2 separate regions of the Zea mays genome follow, and region 1 is linked to region 2. Evidence: chromatin contacts called from public Hi-C data. All regions are on one chromosome and are shown on one strand. Each heading gives the region's core, a stretch centred on a gene start, on an enhancer-like site or on the middle of the called end of the contact. The rest is flanking DNA. Distances are from core to core; before and after follow the strand shown.

What was found. Hi-C and Micro-C count contacts between places; a contact is called where the count stands out from the background.
Region 1: a contact with region 2 is called in a Hi-C map of leaf, with 5 times the contacts expected there. The contact joins the promoter of LOC100284078 here to the promoter of LOC100274938 in region 2. A contact is called at or near these places in 2 of 25 Hi-C or Micro-C datasets (bundle sheath and leaf).

What each region holds. Positions count from the first base shown.
Region 1 is chr2:45,237,085-45,243,388 of Zm-B73-REFERENCE-NAM-5.0, forward strand. LOC100284078 reads left to right here and starts at 2,995. Exons shown (of 3, transcript NM_001156976.2): 1 at 2,995-3,500; 2 at 6,303-6,304. The coding sequence starts at 3,055.
Region 2 is chr2:44,600,483-44,606,919 of Zm-B73-REFERENCE-NAM-5.0, forward strand. It overlaps LOC100274938, which reads left to right and starts at 1,678. Exons shown (of 1, transcript NM_001149181.2): 1 at 1,678-2,286. The coding sequence starts at 1,794. The coding sequence ends at 2,069.

The sequences.
Region 1 (6,304 bases), core at 1,745-4,244, 640 kb after region 2:
CGGTGAAACCTATGCACCCGTAGCTAGGCTTGAATCAATTCGCATATTACTTGCCTATGCTACTTACCATGGCTTTAAGATTTACCAAATGGACGTGAAAAATGTCTTCCTCAATGGACCAATCAAGGAGGAGGTCTATTTGGTAAATCTTAAAGCCACGATAAGTAGCATAGGCAAGTAATATGAGAATTGACTCAAGCCTAGCTACGGGTGCATAGGTTTCACCGAAATCCAAACCTTCGACTTGTGAATATCCCTTGGCGACAAGTCGAGCTTTGTTCCTTGTCACCACACCATGCTCATCTTGCTTGTTGCGGAAAACCCACTTGGTTCCTACAACATTTTGGTTAGGACGTGGAACAAGATGCCATACCTCATTCCTCGTGAAGTTGTTGAGCTCCTCTTGCATCTCCAACACCCAATCTGAATCCCTTAATGCATCTTCTACCCTGTATGGCTCAATAGAAGACACAAAGGAGTAATGTTCACAAAAATGAGCAACGCGAGATCGAGTGGTTACCCCCTTTTGAATATCGCCGAGGATGGTGTTCACGGGGTGATCTCGTTGTATTGCTTGGTGGACTCTTGGGTGAGGCGGTCTTGGACCCTCATCATCTTCCTTGTCTTGATCATGGGCATCTTCCCCTTGATCATTGCCCTCCTCTTGAGGTGGCTCATCTTCTTGATCCTCATTTTCATCATCTTGAGCTTGATCCTCATCTTGGGTTGGTGGAGATGCTTGATTTGAAGATGATGGTTGATCTTGTGCTTGTGGAGGCTCTTCGGATTCTTTAGGACACACATCCCCAATGGACATGTTCCTTAGCGCGACGCATGGAGCCTCTTCATCATCTAGCTCATCAAGATCAACTTGCTCTACTTGAGAGCCGTTAGTCTCATCAAACACAATGTCACAAGAAACTTCAACTAGTCCAGTGGACTTGTTAAAGACTCTATATGCCCTTGTGTTTGAATCATAACCAAGTAAAAAGCCTTCTACAGCCTTAGGAGCAAATTTAGATTTTCTACCTCTTTTAACAAGAATAAAGCATTTGCTACCAAAGACTCTAAAATATGAAACATTGGGCTTTTTACCGGTGAGGAGTTCATATGATGTCTTGTTGAGGATTCGGTGAAGGTAGAGACGATTGATGGCGTAGCAAGCGGTGTTGATTGCTTCTGCCCAAAACCGGTCCGAAGTCTTGTACTCATCAAGCATGGTCCTCACCATGTCAAGTAGAGTTCTATTCTTCCTCTCCACTACACCATTTTGTTGTGGTGTGTAGGGAGAAGAGAACTCATGCTTGATGCCCTCCTACTCAAGGAAGCCTTCTGTTTGTGAGTTCTTGAACTCCGTCCCATTGTCGCTTCTAATCATTTTGATCCTTAAGCCGAACTCATTTTGAGTCCGTCTCAATAATCCCTTTAAGGTCTCTTGGGTTTGTGATTTTGAATTCTATGGACCACCTCGTCTTCCTTCACATATAATTCCTGCAATACTCAGATTTTTATCACAATCAGATTATCTCCAGTCAGATTTTTAGAAAAGTTGATCAGAAAAAAAAGCCAAAGCAAACAAGTCAAATCAGTGGCTATGCCCCTATAGAATCATCTTCCACTTCTATACCTCCTCTCCGCACGCTCATGAGTCCACGAAGAATAGTAGTGTAGAACTTGTTGGGCCTATGCTTCGTCGCCGAAGGTCTTACAGGAAGAAGCGGTCTTCGGCTGAAGCTGTTTGTATAAGATGGCCGAAGGTTCCTCTTCGTGAAGCTTCGGTATTACAAACCGACTTAAAGATAGAATGACCTTTTAGTCCATAAAGGTCTGAGTCAATGTTGTAAGCTTTTATAAGGGGCATACTTGTAATTCCTCACAGGCTGCGTCCTGTGCCTATAAATAGTGAACAGTATTCCTTTACTGTTCACGCATTCTGGTAATTGCAATCGCATCTCTCAGAATCCAACCTTTGCCAAGGCATAGGTATTATTGTATTTAATGATTCAATATATTAAGTAGATATAATATAATTCGTCTATGATTTATTCACCCATCTTATACCTTTTATTTTATGTTGTCTTACAATATCTATTGAAATTTTATTACGAAGGTTTAACTTCGTAATTATACTCTCATCAGCCTTCGTCCAAGGCCCATTATCCTCAAGGGAATAATGTTTCATGGACGAAGGACGTTAACATTTAACACTTTATGTTGCCTTGTTCTTAATTCATAGCATTTGAGAACAAGTCCCCAACAGAACTCTACAACAAATACATTATGAACGTGTTTGGTATAACTCTGCTCCATTACAGAGTAGCTCTACTTCAAATTTTAGGTTGTGTAACCAGTGACAATGACAAATAAATAACTCTAAACTCCATGTTTAGATTGCTATATTAGAGACTACGTAGCAGCAACAAATAAATTGTACTGTAGTTCTAAAAACTCTATGGAGTTTACAACTCTGAAGTTACTGTGTTTGGCAGGCTCTAGTTAGCTCTACCTTAGAGTTTTGTACTAGAGTCATGCCAAACACGCTCTATATATCCATTTTGCTATAGATATTGGAGCACAAAACTCAATCCTTGAAATTAGACTATAACTAAAAACTCACTCTCCTACAGAGTGTCACCCCTATGAATTACATGGAATTAGACTTCTAAACTCTAATTCGATAATATTTAAAATAATAAAAAAATAAAAAATATTTTGCTTCAATACGACTGATTTGATATTAAACTTAATTCAATTCTATGTCCTATACGGCCATTCAAACCGATAAATAGGTATCATCTTTTTCCTCCGTCAAAAAGAGAAAATACAACCATTCGTATCACTAGTTCAAATTTAATTAAATTTATAGTAAATAATATATTTTGCACAATAATTTTTAATATAATTTCAAATATTTTCATTTCCTGAAAATAAGAATTGTATATATCTTTGTGGAGGGACGAAGTACCAGGCTACCACGCGTCCACGCCTCACCATCGCAGAAGCGCAGTAGGAAGCCGGACAAAGCTACGCAAGGAGGGAGAAAGCGTGTAAACCATGGCGTCCTCCGCGTTCCTCAACGCTCTCGTCCTCCGATCGCCATCACCGTCGCTCTCGTCCTCGTCTAACCGCCGCAGCACCGGCGCCTTCGCGTTCCCGAACCCACCGCGCTTCCCATGCCTGCGTTCTGCGCGTCGACTCGTCCTTGCGAGGGCGGCGGCAGCGCCGGCGCCGGGCGATGGCCCCGAGGACGAGTGGGGGCCGGAGCCCGAGGGCGGTTCCGCTGTCACGGGGGCCGCGGTGGCGGAGGCGCCGGAGGCGAGAGAGGTCGCGGAGCTCAAGGCGCAGCTAAAGGACGCGCTGTACGGCACGGAGCGGGGCCTGCGGGCGTCCAGCGAGTCACGAGCCAAAGTGCTGGAGCTCATCACGCAGCTCGAGACGCGCAACCCCACGCCGGCTCCTACGGAGGCGCTTACGCTCCTTAACGGGAAGTGGATCCTCGCGTAAGAAACCGCCTTTTGATCCCGGTCTCTTTCTTAGTTTCTTCCCCCTTCGACAGCTGGAGTGGTACTGTTGTCTCTCGTGGTCGGTGAAATTCATATGGTGTGTCCTGAACTTATAGGGCAAGAGGGCACTAATTTTACTGGAAATTTCACCACTTCTGAGTTTGGTACAGTGATTCTTAGAGAAGTTGCACAAATTTAAACTGGTGAGATTGATCTCATGCCTTTAAATGCTTATTACAAGTGGGCACTGAAATCTGCTACTCTGCGGACTGCTCGATGGATGCTGAAAACTGCATAGTTTGGATTTTACCTCTCAGATTGGTATTGGCTGATGAAAAACTGTTAAGAATTTTCTATGAATTGATTTTCCCCTTTTTCCCGAATAATTTCAGCATGACATGGGCTACTGAGAAATTGTTCCAGTATGATAGAACGCTTTAGGTTGAGAAATCGCTTGATCCTACTCTGGTTAAATTGAGAGTGCTGGATTCCTTTCAAGGTTCACAATAGAACCAAAGATGCTACAAAATTGTGAGGCAACCATAAATTTCACTTATGTGGTTAATTAAGCTTACTTACCTGGTCAATATTTTGAGCTTACATAGCACACATCCACACATACTCCTCCGTTCCAAAATATTTGTCATTCTCTACGAGTCAACCATTTTTATCTTTGACCAAATATATACAACAAAATATTAATATTTATAGTACATAATTACTATTATGAGATAGATCTTTGTATCTGTTTTCCTAATAAACTTATTTGGAGATACATATGTTGCTAATAGTTTCTACAAGTCCAGTCAAACTTGAGAAACTTTGATCGACACGAATACCACAGCGACAACTCTGTTGTTGCTATGACACGTTGATGACTTGGTGTCATCCTTGGCGTGTGTTTATTCTATGGTGGTCAAGCGTGTGTTGATCTTGATAAGGTATTCCTTTATCTCAGTGAAGCGCTTGTGAGGTTATTGATGAACGCGAAGCAGCTGCTGCAGCACCATGGTGGTGTTGGTGTTGCCTATGGATCCGATCAGGTCTCCGGATACCAAGTGTCATGGTCCTGCTTGGGGGGGTGGCCGGTTGGGGCTAGAGTGGTTGGTGGTTAGGGCTAGCGGCGGCACACAAGAGAGAAGGGGGCACTTGTATTTATAGTCCATAGAGGACTTGTATTCCAAGCAAACTAAAGGAAGAGTCCTTAGGCTATCCGCAACCGTTACCCCTAAATTTTTCCCCCTATATCACTTCCCCCCTATTTTTCCCCCTATTTTTTCATCCCCGCAGCGGTCCCCCCTAAATACTCCCCTATATCCCACTACAATTATAAAATATCATTTTCTATATCAACTATCAATTTTTTATCTACTAACAATTACTCGTGGACCCACAACACAGTGTTTAGGGTGATGAACAGTGACACGCGAGATCTGGGGGGAGAGAGAAGGGGGCCGGCGTGTAGAGGGCGCTGTAGGGGGCACCGCTGCGGCCGTAGAGTGCCCCCTACAGGCCGCATGCAAGGGGAGGGGGCTGCGTAGGGGCTGCCGTTGCAGTTAGTCTTAGGCTATCCGCAACCGTTACCCCTAAATTTTTTCCCCTATATCACTTTTTCCCCCTATTTTCCCCCCTATTTTTTCATCGCCCGCAGCGGTTCCCCCTAAATACTCCCCTATACCCCACTACAACTATAAAATATCATTTCTATATCAACTATCAATTTTTTATCTACTAATAATTACTCGTGGACCCACAGCACAGTGTTTAGGGTGATGAACAGTGATACGCTAGATCTAGAGGGAGAGAGAAGGGTACCGACACGTAGGGGGTGCTGTAGGGGGCACCGCTGCGGCCGTAGGGTGCCCCCTACAGCCGGCATGCAAGGGGAGGGGGATTGCCAGGGGGCAGCGTTGCGCACAGCCTTAGGCTATCCGCAGCGGTTCCCTCTAAATTTTTCCCCCTATATCACTTTTCTGGGTCACATCATCAATAGTGTATCCCCTACTTTTTCATCTCCCGCAGTGGTTTCCCCTAAATACTCCCCCTATATCCCACTACAATATAAAATATCATTTTCTATACCTACTTTTCATCTACTATCAATTTTTCTTCTACTATTAATTGAAGGCGGGCCCACAGGAACAGTTGTAGGGGGAGAGCGCGCGCGCGCTGCAGCTGAGGGGAGAGAGAAGAGTCCCGCGCGGTGGAGTGCGCGGTAGTGTGCTGCGCTGCGGGCGATAGCGCGTGCGCTGTAGCCGGCATGCAAGCGAGCGCGCGCCATAGCGTGCGGCGCTGCGGCCAGTCTTATAGTTTTGGACGTCTCTTTTCTTATCAAACCGATCTTATTTCCTAAACAAATTATATTTCTATTTTCCCTATATTTTTACCCTAATTTTGCCAAACCTCCTCCTGGTCTCCTATTTTGGTCTCTGTCGGGGAAAGGGGGTCAGAGGAGCGGTGGGAGCCGCCACAGTGCCCCACCCTGGGTGCCCCCTTGGCTATGCAGATGACCACCTCCTGGGGTCTGTTTGTCCAGACTTGGCGGGGCCACATTTAGGCCTATGAGATATGATTTTTGGACTGGTATAAAAATAAAATAAAAGGAATTCTATCAATTTTTGTTTTCCACTTCACTGCTCTGATCACTGCACATGCAGTCAACATCGTGACTAACAGAATTCTGGCTTCTGAAACTGACCAACTAGAATATGACACAAGTTCATTGAAGCTAAACTCTTCTTAACTTACACTGCTGCTCTGCTGCAGCCTTAAGGAGTCTGATTGATTATGTGATTTCAGGT
Region 2 (6,437 bases), core at 428-2,927:
GGAGGAGAGGGAATCATCCCTTGTTGACTAGAGAGCACGGTCACCAACCGTGAGAGTGTGGTGTGTTATGTTCAATATGGGACGAGATGGACAAATAGACGAGATGATAGCTTGTGGATATTTACATTCATTATGAGATAAGGGATTATTTCCTCTTATCTTGCATAATGCATACCACTTACCACATTGTAAAGCAAAGCATATGGTGGAAAATTGTGGCCAGTCCGAGTCATACTGAGAGTTGTTTAACATGTGAGAAGTATGAAGTTGTCCGTGGTGGAGTACTTGTAATACTACTGGATCTAAGATAGCGTAAAAGTCAGCTGCAGCCATGAACTTGAAGCGTTGAGTGTATAAGCCCACAAACTGCACATCCGGCGTATGTACGGCAGCACTCTATGCACTACATCCGGACAACATGTGTACGAAAGAGATTTAAAAGGTGATATAATATATAATAGTTGATTTAGAGTTTAGATATAGAGTAAATATGACTGCGGAGGATTGTGATATAGGTAAAGAATTTTGCTGACAATGATATAATATTTCTTTTTTAGTAGAAATTTAGAGGTGTTTGAGTGCAGATAGCTAGAGCAAAACTACACTGCCAACAGATGGCTAGAGGGTCTGTTCTAGACTCGAGTTGCCTGTGAAGATAGTCTTCAGTTCTTCACCCGCTGAAAAACTACGTCTACTCTGCTATGGTTCTAAACGTGTGTGATGTTTAATTCCGCCAATATAATGATGTAATAATTATGGATAAATCTTCCTATTTGTATCCTTCTAAAACAATTATTCATTATGTATGGACCGTGATAAGAACTAAACTTCGATAATAGTATAAATTTTTGGGACTATCATGTTATATTTTATTATGTTATATTTTATTAGGTGGATTTTCCCTCAAATAAATCGTGGACCGTTCCGGCCATCGAAACCAAACCTCACGAGAAATGACTCCCAAACTGAATCATGAAGTACGTGATCGCTGTGAATTGAGTAGGAATTTCTCCCATTCAAGGTACATACAGATACAAACATGAATGGCTTTATTTGAGAACAAAGTTTTTGAAAACCACAGTATTTAAAATACTATAACATACTTTAATCAAGACAATACTATAGTTTAAAATATTAAAGTTTTGGAAACTGAGGTCCAGACCTAGATTTAGAATACTTTAAAACATTACAGTTTTTGCAATACTTCAGTTTGAAAACATAGATTTTAGCTAGCTTGTAAAACACCATTTTGTATGTAATACTACAGTATTTGGAAATACTGAAGCATTTTTCCAAAACTGTCAAACAAACTTCACTACCAAACACCTGTATATTGTACTGTATGTATCGATCGGTTTGAAAAATCTGTCGATGGGTCTCTTGATCGGCTGTACCGGCCAACAGTGAGACTGTCTGCTACTCACTCATTAATCGATGTGAGACTAGTAGTGATAGGTCGTTTAGGCTCGGTTGTCCTACACAGCCACAGCTACGGCTTAAAAACAAAATACTCGCATCAAGCCGTAGTGAACAATAGTATATTGGCGTCTCACCAATAATCCTGGTACACCAAAAAGTCAATCAAGCCGTCAAACTCCCCGCAACTACACGCAAATTTACCTTCCTTGCATGCCAAGTCTGTGCTACATAACTAGGGCCCTCCTCTCTATGTCTCTCTATAGTCGAACTCTATAGATACATCGCCTTGACGCTCCATCCTTGCACAAACGCAACTACGAGAGAGAAGGACAAGGAAAAAAACAGGGGACAAGATCGAGTGAGAAAGAGGAGATATGGCGTCCATAATAACAGGAGATTTCGCGGAGGCCTACGTACGGAAGAACGCCTGCGAAGAGGAGACGAGGAAGGCAGAAGCAAGCACCGCCGGCGGGGTGGCGGCGGCGGCGACACCAGGAGACAAGAAGGCCGACGCTAGTGCATCATCCGAGAAGAAAGTGGCCAAAGAGGCTGCAGCTGGTAGCAACAAGGGAGAAGGAGGCAGTCTCTTCGGGCTGCTGAAGAAGAAGGTTCACCCCAAAGTCGGTGGAAGTTCAGGAGCTTATTCTTGACCTCCTGTATGCATCTGCGCGTGGCTACAAGCATGCTGCATGCATGCAAGAAATTTCAGAATTTTACCCGTGTCCATCTTGAAGTGGTTTCAGTTCAGATTTTTGGCCTTTTTCGTTACTTTCCCTTTCATCCTCCTTGAATAAGATGTACCTGTTTGTTTGATAAAGAGGTGGAAGTAAAATGTTTAGGGGAAAGGAAACGAAGCAGTTCTTTTCACCATCTTTCTCTACTTTTTTTTGACTATCAACGGAGGAGGAGGGCCCCCACCTGGTTAGTTATATTGCCATTATACCAAAACATGCCTTGAGGATACAGGAGATCAGAGGAAGTACATGAGACGGGGTAGAGGAGAGAGGTGATTTCATTGGTGGCCTATGCCATGTCTAGGATCCTACACCAGTTCGCCACAATTGGAAGGTCCTCACGACAGAGTCTGCACTTCCATATATTGGCATCCGATTGGCAAAGCGAGTTGTTTCGCGAGGGGAGCTCTTTGCGGAAAACGACGGCGTTACGGCCTTTCCAGAGTTGTCAACATCAAAGGAGAACGAAGGTGCTGAACAATTTGGGGGAGGTTTGGGGGCCCTGCAGGCTGGGGAGGACATTTTGTTCATCCGAGTCGATCCTCACACCCAGAAACGAAGCGGTTCATTTCACATCTTAGCTCTCCCTACTGATGAAAACAACTTCAATATTTGGCCCTACAAAGTCCAACGTAAAAACGAAGTCATGTTTTTTGCTACCGATATTTTGTCCCTACATGCTACTGGTTCCAAGTCTTGCTCCTCTTTCCATGCTAGGCTCCTAAAGTGAAGCTTTTAGCTGACAACACAGTGTCTCACAAGTCACAAGTCACAAGTTCCAACCAGAGAGTTCGACACTTGTACAACGTGAGACAACGACTCAATGCGGCGACTTTTGTCCTCTTCGCTGATGATCTTCGGGCGGGGATGCGAGCTCTACTTAGCTATGGCCAGCAGGTGGTACATATAGCCCTATAAAATACTGTTTTGCACCGTTTACGAGGTGAAATTTAAAATAGAAGATGAAGATGAGTATCGTAATGGATTAAGCTAGCACCAGGAAAACCTCTCTAACATTTACTAGCATATAAGCTCGTAACATGAATATTTACATCTGACACATGTGTGTTTGGTTCTTTCTGTTTGGTTCTCAACTAATTACGGCATAATTTGGCTATGATTAGCCGGTCAAATTAAAGAACTAATATTAGATAGAAAAAGTTAGATAAAATATAACAAGTTATCAGGCAATGAAACAACGAAACCCCTGATCTTGAAATATATGTATGAGGTACCTCTTGATCCAAAGTTGTCTTTTTCTCACTTCTATTAAAAATGTTATAAAACAATAAGATTTGGCTAGCTCATAAGACTAGTGTTAACAGAAAGTCCGTGTCTTCACGACTTTCTATACATATTGTATCTTAACTGTATTAATGTTCTAGTGGCCCAGGGTTGTATAATACATTTCTCTTCTACTTAGAAAACCGAGCAAATGGCTCTATTTTGTACATACCCTTAAGCTTGTTCGGTTATTTGTATTTCACATGGATTAAATAGGATTGGAAAAAATATGAAGAACTTTGACATATATAGGATTTAAATCCGCTCAGTCTTATCAGGCAACGAAAAATATGGAAGATCAAACCCAATAGGCCTTAATAGTCATGTCCCGCTTGTGTATCGGACGGGCCTCTTTCAGCCCAAGTCTGCAAGCGGAGTGTGTTCGGCGCATCACCATCGTCTCCGAGAAGATTGTTTTGGCAGAGCTATTTATCATCTGGGATCAAAGGTCAATTATTTTGACTAACCCAGTCAATCCACGGCACGCTAATCCCCATACCCTGATCAGCACGCACGTTCTCGACCATCCGCCGCACGCCGCCCCCTGTTCCCGACCATCAGGGGGCGGAATCGACCATCAGGTTTGCGTCGATCAGCTCAAGCGAGGCTGGGACTGGCTGGTCTGCGCGTGTTAATTTCGCTTGCATGCAGATAGTTCGTAAACACACATACACATACAGATATGCTTCTTCTCTTTTTCCTTTTTCTTTGGCTCTGATCAATGAGAGTTTGGTTCATATACCCACTCACTAAAATAACACTTCTTAAATCCATGCTATAAACAATGACAAATTATTAATTCCGGATAGATAAATATAAGGTTCAAGAAAAACAAAGATACATTTACTTTATTCTTGTTACCACCCTCAAACTCAATCAAACTCCTAGTTATTAGTGAAAGGGTTGGGGGATCCATCACTGGAAGTGATTATGTGGCTATCCGTCTCCCCACCAATGGTCGAAAAGACCTTTTGTCCAATTCATTAGGAACATCGATCCACTGAAATAACCAAATAAAAGACACCTTTTATGATCAAAAATAAGTTTATACCACCAACTTATTAGTAATTTAATAACACATATCAAGGAACGACAAAATAAAACATTTATCAATAATTATTTAGATAAAAATGACCACATGTGTAGAAGCAGTGATCAACTCTGTCTGGATTAGGCGTGGACGAAATGCTCGTGGCTCGTCGGCTCGCTCGGTTCGTGGTTAGCTTGGCTCGGCTCGGATCGGTTCGTTTGAATTTTTTTACGAGCTAAGCTGACATCCCAGCTCGGTTCGTTAACAAGCCAACTCGGTTTGTTAACGAACCAGCTCGCGAGCTAAATGAGTTATCACATTTCAGCAAAATGAAACTATATGCATATCATTTATGCATTAATTGGTGAATATATTATATGTATATGTGTTGTCTATTGCCTATGAGTTAAAGTGATGATTGATGAACTATGTCTATGTGTTGAATTGGTCCGTGTAACTATGATTGTGGGTTAAACTGATGAATATGTGTGTGAATTGTGAATTAATGATGAATTAATGAGTGATGAGTTGTGTTAATTTGGTGTTATATCGATGTGTTCTATAAAACTGAGTATAATTACTATTTTCTATTATTAAATTTGTTTGAAATTAACTAGAAATTGATTATATATATAGTTTTTTCTGCGCTGGCTCGCAAGCTAAACAAGCCAGCTCCAGCTCGTAAACCGAAATGATTCCGTGGCTCGTTAGCTTAACGAGCCGAGTCATCTCGTTAGCTTAGCGAGTCAGCTCGAACTCGTACGAGCCGAGCTGGCCCGATATCTAGCCCTAGTATGGATGTCTCGATTAAATTGTAGGGTTTATATGCTACATTTATACTGTAGGAGAGCCAAGCGAAGGACATATTATAATTTACAGAGTAGAAACATAAACTATTGATACACAAAATTAATTTTCACCCCTTTATCCTATAAATTTGAGATAAATTTATATCTTTGGAAAGTGGCGGGATGTCAAATTCCAAATCAAAGTAAAATCTACTTTTTTAAAATTGAAAGGATCCAAACGGCCACTTAGAAAAAGTTGGATTGGTCTAAGTAGGCTTGGTTTGATTTATCGAGATTTGCACATTATAATTCAAAAAGGTATGCTCTAACTTAGATCCTATGTAGAACTTCTATTGCTAATGTTAGTGAGCTAATAAATTGTTATCTAGATTAAGCCAGACAATGAATTAATTGTTAAATATGAGTTAGCTAATAATTAGCTAAGGGTGTTTGGAACATCTATAGCTAATTTTAGTAATTAACTTTTAGTTGTTTCCAAAGAGGGTCTTAGCTTAGAGCATTTTCAAGAGCTCTCCAGAAAACGACTCATCAAAATCAGTTTTAAGGGACATCTAAATAATTAGTGGGGTAGATTTTAATCTTTTCTTCAACATATCCTTTAAAGCGGCAGATTGTTTCTGGGATCCAAAACCCCTAAATGAGGGAGTTTTAAGGGCTATGAAAAAGTTAGGAGCGCTTTAGGAGAACTGTTGGAGACACGTTTTTTTCTTCCAAAAAACTGGAATTTCGGGGCAGACTTCTCGGAGATCTTCTTAGCTTTACTGTAGGTGTTTAGCATCCAAACAGGCACCAATGGTAGTTTAGGTTATTTTTTTGCGTATTTGCAATATTGGGTGACCTATCCACATATTTATTGGGCACTTTAATGCTATTTTTTCTAGTAATTTATAGAGTTTTGAGAATTAACTTGGTGTGTGTGGGCTGTCTTCCTTTTCTTCCCAATTCATTACGTGGACTTATAGGTGTACATTTGTTCTGTGCCTAATAGGCCAGTCCAAATCACACAATTTCTGGCACGACTCAGATCTGGCACAGCCCAATCTAATTGTGGGTTTGGGCCGGCACGACCTAATATGTGGGCCGTGCCTGGGCCTCAAGTCAAGCCCATGGGCCGGCCTGGCACGACCCATTTAACTAAGGCCCATCGAGGCCCACTAAATA